Regions from separate parts of the Rattus norvegicus genome. Here region 1 is linked to region 2. The links are chromatin contacts, called in public Hi-C maps. All regions are on one chromosome and are shown on one strand. Each heading gives the region's core, a stretch centred on a gene start, on an enhancer-like site or on the middle of the called end of the contact. The rest is flanking DNA. Distances are from core to core; before and after follow the strand shown.

Evidence for each region. A called contact is a pair of places that touch in the nucleus more often than the background predicts.
Region 1: a Hi-C map of frontal cortex shows a contact between it and region 2, with 2.1 times the contacts expected there. The contact joins the enhancer-like site here to the promoter of Anks1b in region 2. A contact is called at or near these places in 3 of 12 Hi-C or Micro-C datasets (the A7r5 cell line, frontal cortex and prefrontal cortex).

What each region holds. Positions count from the first base shown.
Region 1 is chr7:26,379,051-26,383,459 of GRCr8, reverse strand. All of the region lies in intron 1 of Anks1b (ankyrin repeat and sterile alpha motif domain containing 1B), which reads right to left. Among named protein-coding and RNA genes, the nearest start is that of Anks1b, 180 kb to the right of the region's middle. Within about 2 kb of position 2,604, at least 3 of the 93 cell types and tissues checked have an H3K27ac peak or open chromatin away from gene starts, as enhancers often do.
Region 2 is chr7:26,199,161-26,203,868 of GRCr8, reverse strand. Anks1b (ankyrin repeat and sterile alpha motif domain containing 1B) reads right to left here and starts at 3,220. Exons shown (of 27, transcript NM_001414940.1): 1 at 2,297-3,220. The coding sequence starts at 2,430.

The DNA.
Region 1 (4,409 bases), core at 1,355-3,854, 180 kb before region 2:
CATTGAACTGAGAACGGGGTCCTCACTGGAGGAGTTAGAGAAAGGATTGAAGGAGCTGAGGGGGTTTGCAACCCCATAAGAACAACAATGCCAACCAACCAGAGCTCCCAGGGATTAAACCACCATCCAAAGAGTACACATGGACAGACCCATGGCTCCAGCTGCATATGTAGCAGAGGATGGCCTTGTTGGGCACCAACGGGAGGAGAAGCCCTTGGTCCTGCCAAGGCTCCACCCCCCAGTGTAGGGGAATGTCAGGGTGGGGAAGCAGGGAACACCCTCATAGAAGAAGGGGAAGGGGGGATGGGATGGGGTTTTACGGATAGGAAACTGGGAAAGGGGATAACATTTGAAATGTAAATAAATTTTTTAAAAATCCAATAAAAAATAAAATAAAATAAAAAATGAAATGTAAAAAAAAAAATACCGTGTATTGAGGGGGGAAAGGTGAAGAGAAAGGTAGATTCATTGGTTCCTTTTTGGCTGCTGTGATCAAATATCTAACATGAAGACCTTAAAAGAGAAATTGGAAGCAGTTTGGGTACAGCCCACCGTGGTGCAGAAGGCATGGCCACAGGAGTAGCCTGTAGCTGGAGTAGCAGGAACTTGCTCACATCTCAAAGATTAGGAAACGGAAAGGCAATGTCAGCATTTGTCTGATTTTTTTTTCCATTTTCAATCAGGTCAGGACCCTGCCTTGTGGGCTGCTGCCATCACATCAAGGTGAATCTTCCCTCACAGACTGAAAATACACTCATAGACACACCATGGGCTTGCCTGTGGGATGATTCCAAGTCTGGTCAGACTGCCAGTGAAGAATGACCATCATGGTGCCTTCACTTTAGATTATGAGGAGACTTGTAGCATTCCAAGAAACTTGGAATTACTTCTGTAGTCAACTCGACACTTGTGACACAACACGACTGACATTTCAAGGAGACAGTTTCTCTGACACGTTTTGCAAAGTGACCAGAAAAGGAATTAATTTTAAAGATTTATTTATTCATGTATTATTTCATGTATACGAATGCTCTGTCTGCATGCACTCACTCCTGCAGGCCAGAAGAGGGAATCAGATCCCATTATAGATGGTTGTGAGACATCAATGTCGTGTCGATGTTGGGAATTGAACTTAGGACTTCTGGAAGGACAGGGTGTGATCTTAACTGCAGAGCGGTCTCTCTCGCCCTCCTGTTTTAAAGGCTTAGTTATGTATTTTTATGTGTATGAGAACAGTCGATGTTAATAGAACAGATGAAAGAAATATCCTGAACTATTGGGTACAAAATGGCAAATTGAGAAAGCTGATAGAGGGAGATAAAATTCTTACATCTGAAAGAAAACCTCTGAGAGGTGATAACCACATAGAAAAGAGTTAGCTTGGCACATGACTGAGTTTCATGAATGGCGTGCAGCTGGCGAGATGACTCTATTTGTAGGAACTTCGAGAGCTGTGGTGTCTTTGGGGAATGCCTGATTTCAGACAGGCTACCTCAGAACCCTGTATTGCTATTTATTGCTAACATAAGGTGGAGGTCCTCTGAATTCCATTTACCTCTTGTGTCTCAGTTTTTAATTTTTTATTATCAACAAAAAATTAATTGTAATAGCTGAAATTTTTCTAATGAATGCTTCTTCTTATTCCTCCTCCTCCTCCTCTTCTTCTTCTTCTTCTTCTTCGCAGAATGAATATAGGCACACATTCTTATAAACAAGGAGGTTCAGAATAGAAATTTAGCGCATGTGCCAGGAAGCTAAATTCAGCTGCACCTATCGACAGAGCCTGTAGGCACACATCCACATATCCTCAGAACATCTCTACACATTCGAAGGCTATAAATAATCCAGGCCCAAAACCTCAAACTAAGAACTCAAAAAGGAAACCCTGATTTTGGAAAGCTCATGCCTTGAGTCAATAGCCCATTCATTCCAACTTCTTAAAAACATATCCCTCCTTTACTCAGTCATGATAAGGACCTTTAGCAGATGTACAGAAAAGGCTTGAGAATCTCATTATGTGTGGGTTTTTTTTAAACCCAGATTCTTTATCTTATTCTAATAGAGACTAAAAATGGCACTTCCGAATATTTTAAAAATCTTCTGGTCAGCATTCGTTACCCGAAATGAATGCTTTCTTATGATGAGATCAAAACTTTCCAAAAGACTCCATTCCCTTGGTTGGAATGTAACCAGGTTCCTGGGCTTTCTACTGAACCAGGACATGCACAAAATCATTTCATTTCTTTGGTTTTTACATAGTGAAGATGATAGTCCTTAAATGTAATCCCAAATTCCTTGGGCCAATATACACATGCATAGCCAATGAGATGTAAGAAACAACTACCCCCACCACTTGGTCATTGTTATTTTCTTCACAAATCTAAGGAGAAAATCCATTCCTAACAACACAAGAGTGTGTCAGCTTTCTCTGGATCTTCTCTGGAGCTGGGGAAATAAGTCAGTAGTAGAGAGAGCCCTATAAGCTCTCCGACTAGCCCTATTTCAAGTGATTGATGGCCTAATGAGGACACAGACTTTCATATTATGTAATGCAGGGCAGCTCAATGTTATTATTGGGGACAGAGGGAAAGAAAAAAATCGACGGTTACACTGATGTGATTGGTTTCCGACATCCACCAGGAGACACACCATCACGCCCTGTGACAGCATTTCCAGACAGGGTTAACTGAACGGAGTTAAGATCCACCCTCGAAGTGGACAGCCCAGAAGTAGAAATCCCAGGGTAAAAGAGCATGGGTATGCCTCCTTCACTTCCTCCTGAGCGGGTGTCTCTCACACCACTGCGGCTGACGTATCCTCCACTGCGGTCAGACTCCAGCTTCTCCGGCTCGCTGATAAGGACCAGCAACTCCCCAGTGAACTCCCAGACTTTCAGACTGGGACTACTAAGCCGTTCACTTCTTGGACTGAAAAGCTACCAGATTCTCTGCTCTTCTAGCCTACAGAAAGCCACTGTTGAACACTCCAGCCCTTACAGTATAAGATAATCCAATAAATTCCTCTTTACAGTATATATCATACAGATATATTGATACTTACATTTTACAAGCCCTATCCCTCCATTTATTTTTCTCTCTTCTTTTTATTTGTTCTTATTTTGGTTGATCAGGTCTCACTAAGTAGCTCTGTCTGTTCTGGAATACACTATGTGGACCAGGCCAGCCTCAAACTCACATAGATTCCCTTGCCTCTGCCTCCTGAGTACTGGGATTAAAGATGCGTGCCACTAGGATCGGTTTAACACAGCGTCTTCAATGATAGGCTATAACCTCATATGGGAGCACACAACTGAATAAAGGGAGATGGGGGGGGGATGGTGAGAGTAAAAGGTTTCTGAATGTTCGGCAACCAAAAATTAATTAAAAAACAATATACAATGATTTCCAAGTGTTTCTGGTAGCACCGCCCCATGATGCATTTCAAGACTTGACTTAGTTCTGAACAAACAACGTGTACTTTCACTGCGCATGCTCACGCCACACATGACAACGCGAGCTCTCAAGTCACACGTGACAGCAAGTGCTATCTGAAATACTTTGGTTCAGACTCAGAGTGTGAGATGCGCAGTGTTTTTACAGAACCTACGAAGTTTTCTGCTATTATAGACACAGAATGGTTTGATTACAGAAGACAAAAACTTACGTATTTCCCTACCTTACTTCCTCAGCACAAATGTATTAAATTAGTAAATATCTGAACTGTATTATATTGAAATGTTTGATTTTTGAAATTTAGGTTGCCGGCTAATCTCCTTTTAAAAATTCGTTATTTTTAATTTGGAATTAGGAGAGAATTTCCAAATTTTTTCTGAAATGGCCCTAAATGCACTTCCTTTCTGAACTATGCATTTCTGTAAAGTGGCAATAACTCACTGATGATTATAAAAATCAAAATATCAATCAACTCCAAAAAAAATGCTAAAGAGGTTCAAATTGTACAGTACCAATATTCAGCCTAATTTTAATCCTTCATATAAAAGAAAACCACATCCTTCCCACTAGTATGAAATTTGCTTTAGGTCTTGATAAATAACAAAATTATTATGTCTACATTACATATACATACATATATGTACATAATTATATTCAGATAAATGTCATTATGACTTGGTATCAGTGTATAATTTGTATACCTATTCTACGTACTTTGCGTCTCATAAGTATTCGCAAGCATAAAGAAGAAGCAAACAGAAGAGATTCAAGAAGCTCTGCTCGGCCGACAGGAGCCGGATGTAGATCTCTCCTGAGAGACACAGCCAGAATACAGCAAATACAGAGGCGAATGCCAGCAGCAAACCACTGAACTGAGAATAGGACCCCCGTTGAAGGAGTCAGAGAAAGGACTGGAAGAGCTTGAAGGGGCTCAAGACCCCATATGAACAACAATGC
Region 2 (4,708 bases), core at 1,971-4,470:
GTTTTCCATGCGTGTTCCTATAGAGCTACCAGGGCCGCCCAACAAAATCAGTAATAAAGAAGATCCATTCCAGATGAACACTGTGGCTCGTGCTTTTCTGGCTTAAATATTTACTAGCATTAAATACTTGGTGCTTTAACCCTAAAACTTGTCAACTGTTTCTGTTTCAAAAATAACACAACTGAGAAGGGAGTATATGAAAAAAAAACATTTGTTTCACTTTGTGTCAATGAAATTAACTAAATCTCTCATTGCTAATGAATTCTTTATTTTCTAAGAATATTAATTTTTAATCTTTAAGGAACTGGTTTTAGCACACAGCCAGAATCATTTTTACACTTATGCATTGATACTTTTGCAAACACACCTGGTTCACTTATCACTTAAAACTGTAGCTGACTTTTTCTATAAAGTATCTAGAGGTAAACATCAGAACTGTAGTCTAAAATATGTATATTACCTACCTGTATTTGAAAATGGGGCACACAGAATAACTATCTTTTCTAAGTCTAAGACCCACTGGGGGGCAGAGTGTCTACACACAGTCATTGTTCTGCAATGAAATACCATTCCAATATGTCACTGTCACCAATTATATATAATAGTCTATGGTTCTTTAAACTCACCATTTTTTCAGTTATGTTCATTTCACTGTAAGACAACCTTTTCCTTTCCCTAGAGACAATAGTGTAATTAATTGCACCATTTGACCACAACCTATGGGAAACTGTGTATACAACACAATATTTTCATGCAAAAGTTTGTATCAAACACTTAGGGACATCAGCACAAGAGGTCAGAGCAGCAGTTCTCAACCCCAGGGCTTGCGATCTCTTTGAGAGTCAAATTACCCTTTCACAGGGGTTGCCTTAGACTCCCAGAAAACATAGATATTTACCTTGCAATTGGTAACAGTAGCAAAATGACAGTTATAAAGTAGCAACAAAAGTAATTTATGGTTGGGGTGTCACAATAGGAGGGACTGTATTAAAGGGTCACAGCATTGGGAAGGTTCAGTGGATAACGATGTTTGCTTGCTCTCAAACCTGAGAACCTGAGTATCACTTCTTGAATCCACATGATAGAGGGAAGAAAAAAAAAAAAAACAGACTCTCACAAGTTGTCCTCTGTTTTCTGAATGGGCTAGATGGCATACACAGCACACACACACACACACACACACACACACACACACACACACACACGCACGCACACACACCAAACATATGTACTTTTTATTTTTTTTATGAAAAGTAGTACAAAATACTTTTAAGCAAAAAAATCACTTCAGCTTTTAAATTTTTTTTTACAGGTATCGTTAAGTTGCCTAAGAGATGTTTTAACATAGAGCTATGCATGATGACAGACGCTTCCAAAACTACACAGGACAAACTAAGCAATACAACTTGAGAACTGAAGAGATTTCCTTGAATTTCATTTAATGAGTGCTCTTCGGGCTTCCTGCCTCCTAGGCGATTTCATTCGTACAATTCAACTTTTAATAATTTCCCAAACACACAAATCAACCCGGCTCTCCCTAGCTTATGTATGGTGAATAAAGACCTTGACTTTTTTTTTTAATGTCACCTTAGAAAGAGCCTTTGAGCAATATTTGTCTCCCCTGCAACATGTTGACATTAAAAGGCCTCTGCTGTATTCCACACACACTTTCCCAAGCCGGATGTGGCTTCCAGCAGCCTGAGTTTCACTCAGCCGTGTCCGGGGAAACTAAAAGTCCTGCCTAAAGCTGCCTCACCTGCCTCATCAAGTTTTACACAGTCCTGATTGACATCTCCTCGGAAGGTCCACAGGCTTTGTTTTTGTGGGATCATAACCCACCGCTGATGCCTTCTGCAGGAAAAGGTAGCAGCAATCCAGGGAGCCTGTGGCTGTCACAGGGTAACTGCAAGCATCCAACAGCTTCTCATTTAAAGAGCCAACTAGTAGGGGTGGGCTTTCACAGCTGCAAACACCAACAGTAATGGGCATGCCGATTTTCTTCTAGCAACATCAGGACCTGTACAAGTTCTGCACCACAGCTTGGAGAAAAGTAGCTGATTGACGCATTGATGGAAAAAGCTATTTTAAAATTACTCCAAGAGTCTAAACCATCAGTCTGACTGGGAGGCTCTTGCCTCCACTTCACACACAAGGTCTGTTTTCCTGCCTAATTTAAGAATGAATCGCTGACATCTCCAAGGTGCCATACCCTAAGGAGAGAACGTACCCATCACAATGCTAACGAGGGGTGTACAGAACACCACCCCTCGCGCCCGCAGTGGGTGCCAATTCTTACCTTAGCAGATTAGACAGGGGCAGAGGTCCGGATCCACCACCCAGGATCCCTCCTTTCCTGCCAGATAGGAGTTTCTCGACCAGAGCCACATTGCCAGTACGAGCAGCCTCTAGCAGCTCCTGGTCCTTCCCCATAGTCTCTCACCGAGTCCGCTACAGAGTCCTTTCCCTGCTCCGGTCCTCCTCCAGGTCCACTCCCCAAAAGCCAGGGCCCTCCCCGCCCCACCCTAAAAGGACGCTGAGATTCCCCGCAGCCCCGCACAGGGAGCAGCACGCCGTCCTCCTTCTCCCGGAGCAGCTTTACAATGGGGAGCAGCCCGTGTTTGGGTAGAGGGGCTGGCCGAGCGGCGACGCGCCCCCACAGCCACTCCCCTGCATTCCCGAGGCCTCCTTCCCGCGGGTGGGGTGCGAGCGGGTGGGGACTGGGCCCGGGTGCTGCCGAGGAACGGAAGGAGGATGCAGAGCTCGGAGGAGGACGCTGAGCACAGAGAATGCCAAGCACTGGGCAGGATGCTCCGGCGCTGACAGGAGGATGCTGAGCACAGGGAAGGATGCTCCGGCACTGAGGAGCAACACGGAGCTCTGAGGCTGATGAGGAGCGAGTCAAGCGCGTCCTCCCGGGAGCTAGAGGGTAGCGAACCACAACGGCAGAGGCGGCCCGTGCTTACGAGCGCCCAGCCTGGACCCTACTGGGTTCTGCGCCCGGCAGGCTCGGCTCTTTCAGGGCGGCGATGGCCGCGGCCCGTGGCTGCAAGAAGCGCGGCAGCCGCGGCTGGGGTGGCTGCGGCCCGCGCCGAGGCTGGGCTGTGCGGGCTGTGCGGGCGAGCCGCGGCGGGTGCGTGCGGAGGGCGGCGGCGGCGGCAGCTCGGAGGCTCGGCGCGCGGGGGGCGTGTGCGCGCGGCAGGTGCGGCCCGGGGCCGGCCGTGGGGCGGGCGGGGATGGGGGGTGCAGCTCTGTGCCCAGTGGGCGGGGCCCTCCTTGCTCCCTCCTCCGTGCTCCCTCCGCTCTCCTCCCTCCTTCCCCGCTCTTTGCTCCCTCTCCCTCCTCTCTCTTCTCCCCCAACCCCCCACCCCGCTTCTGCTCACTTCTCCCGTCTCCTCGGAAGAGGTTTAACTGTGTGAGTACTGGAGATCACCGGGCTAGCTGCTGAGGCGCCTTCTCTGCCTGGAGCCCAGAGTCAGTCAGTAGCGTTACTTGGGGGAAATCTTCCACTAGGATGGAGATACCTGATGCTGGGAAGGGGCGCTTTTGCTGCTGTTTCTGTCCCAGTGCAGGGGACTTGAAGGATATTTCATCCTCTTGCTTGGCCCCTGGTGAGAGTCTGAGATGTCCGCCCTTGGAAGAGGCAGAAGAGGTTTGTTTCATCCTAGTGTCTGAACCACTGAATGCCTTGTGACTTTTGCAGGTTGTTTAGGGGTTTTAATCAGCCTGAATTTTACTTGGGCTTTGGAGATCTGCTGACTTGTGCAAGCACCAGAAAAAGGGTTCTCATTGGAAATTCTTCCACATCCACCCTAGGAAAAATATAAATGGGCATGGATGAGAGAACTGCTTTGATTTGCATATATCATCAGCAGTTCATTGTGCATGGCTGCCTTGATTTTGTTGGCTGTTTTCCTTGCCTGTGCTAGAGAACGAATGCTTATTCTCCTTTGAAACTTCCTGTGACAGCTTGTGGTCAATTGGAAGGAAAAGATGTGACCGTCGTTTACAAGAACCCGATGAACTGGATGTCATTACTAAATATTACTTTAGAACTAAAGTTAGAGGTCCAGAAAAGGACAAGGTGCCACACAGTCGTTGGCTGACAAACTAGACCTGGGAGCTAGTAAGATGGCTCAGCAGGTAAAAGAGCTTATGCCCAGCCTGAGGACCTCCTCAGCCCTCTTAGAAAAAGGAAATAGCTCCCACCAGTTGTCCTCTGGCCCCCATATGCACGCACGCGCATGCATGTGCACGTGCACACATACCTGTGTGCTCCCATTAAATAAATAAATAAATAAATAAATAAATAAATAAATAAATAAATAAATAAATAAATAATAGGGTTGGAGAGATAGTTCTACAGTTAAAGAGTATTCTCCTGCTCTTTCGGAGAATCAGAGTTCAGTTCCTAGCACCCATATCAAGTGGCTGACAATTTTGTGTAACTCCAGCCATAGGGAATCCAAATCAGCTGGCCTCCACAGGCCCTACACTTCGGCGCGTGCATGCACGCACGCGTGCACACACACACACACACACACACGCACACACACACACACATAGAAACAAATCCTTAAAATAAATCAATAATAAATGGAAAAAATTTAATAGCTGTATCCTAGAACTGGCTTAATTCAGATCCCGACAACATTGAATAGCAAATGACACCAAAGTTAATTCTTACAAACATTGGATGAGCGGTCGCCAC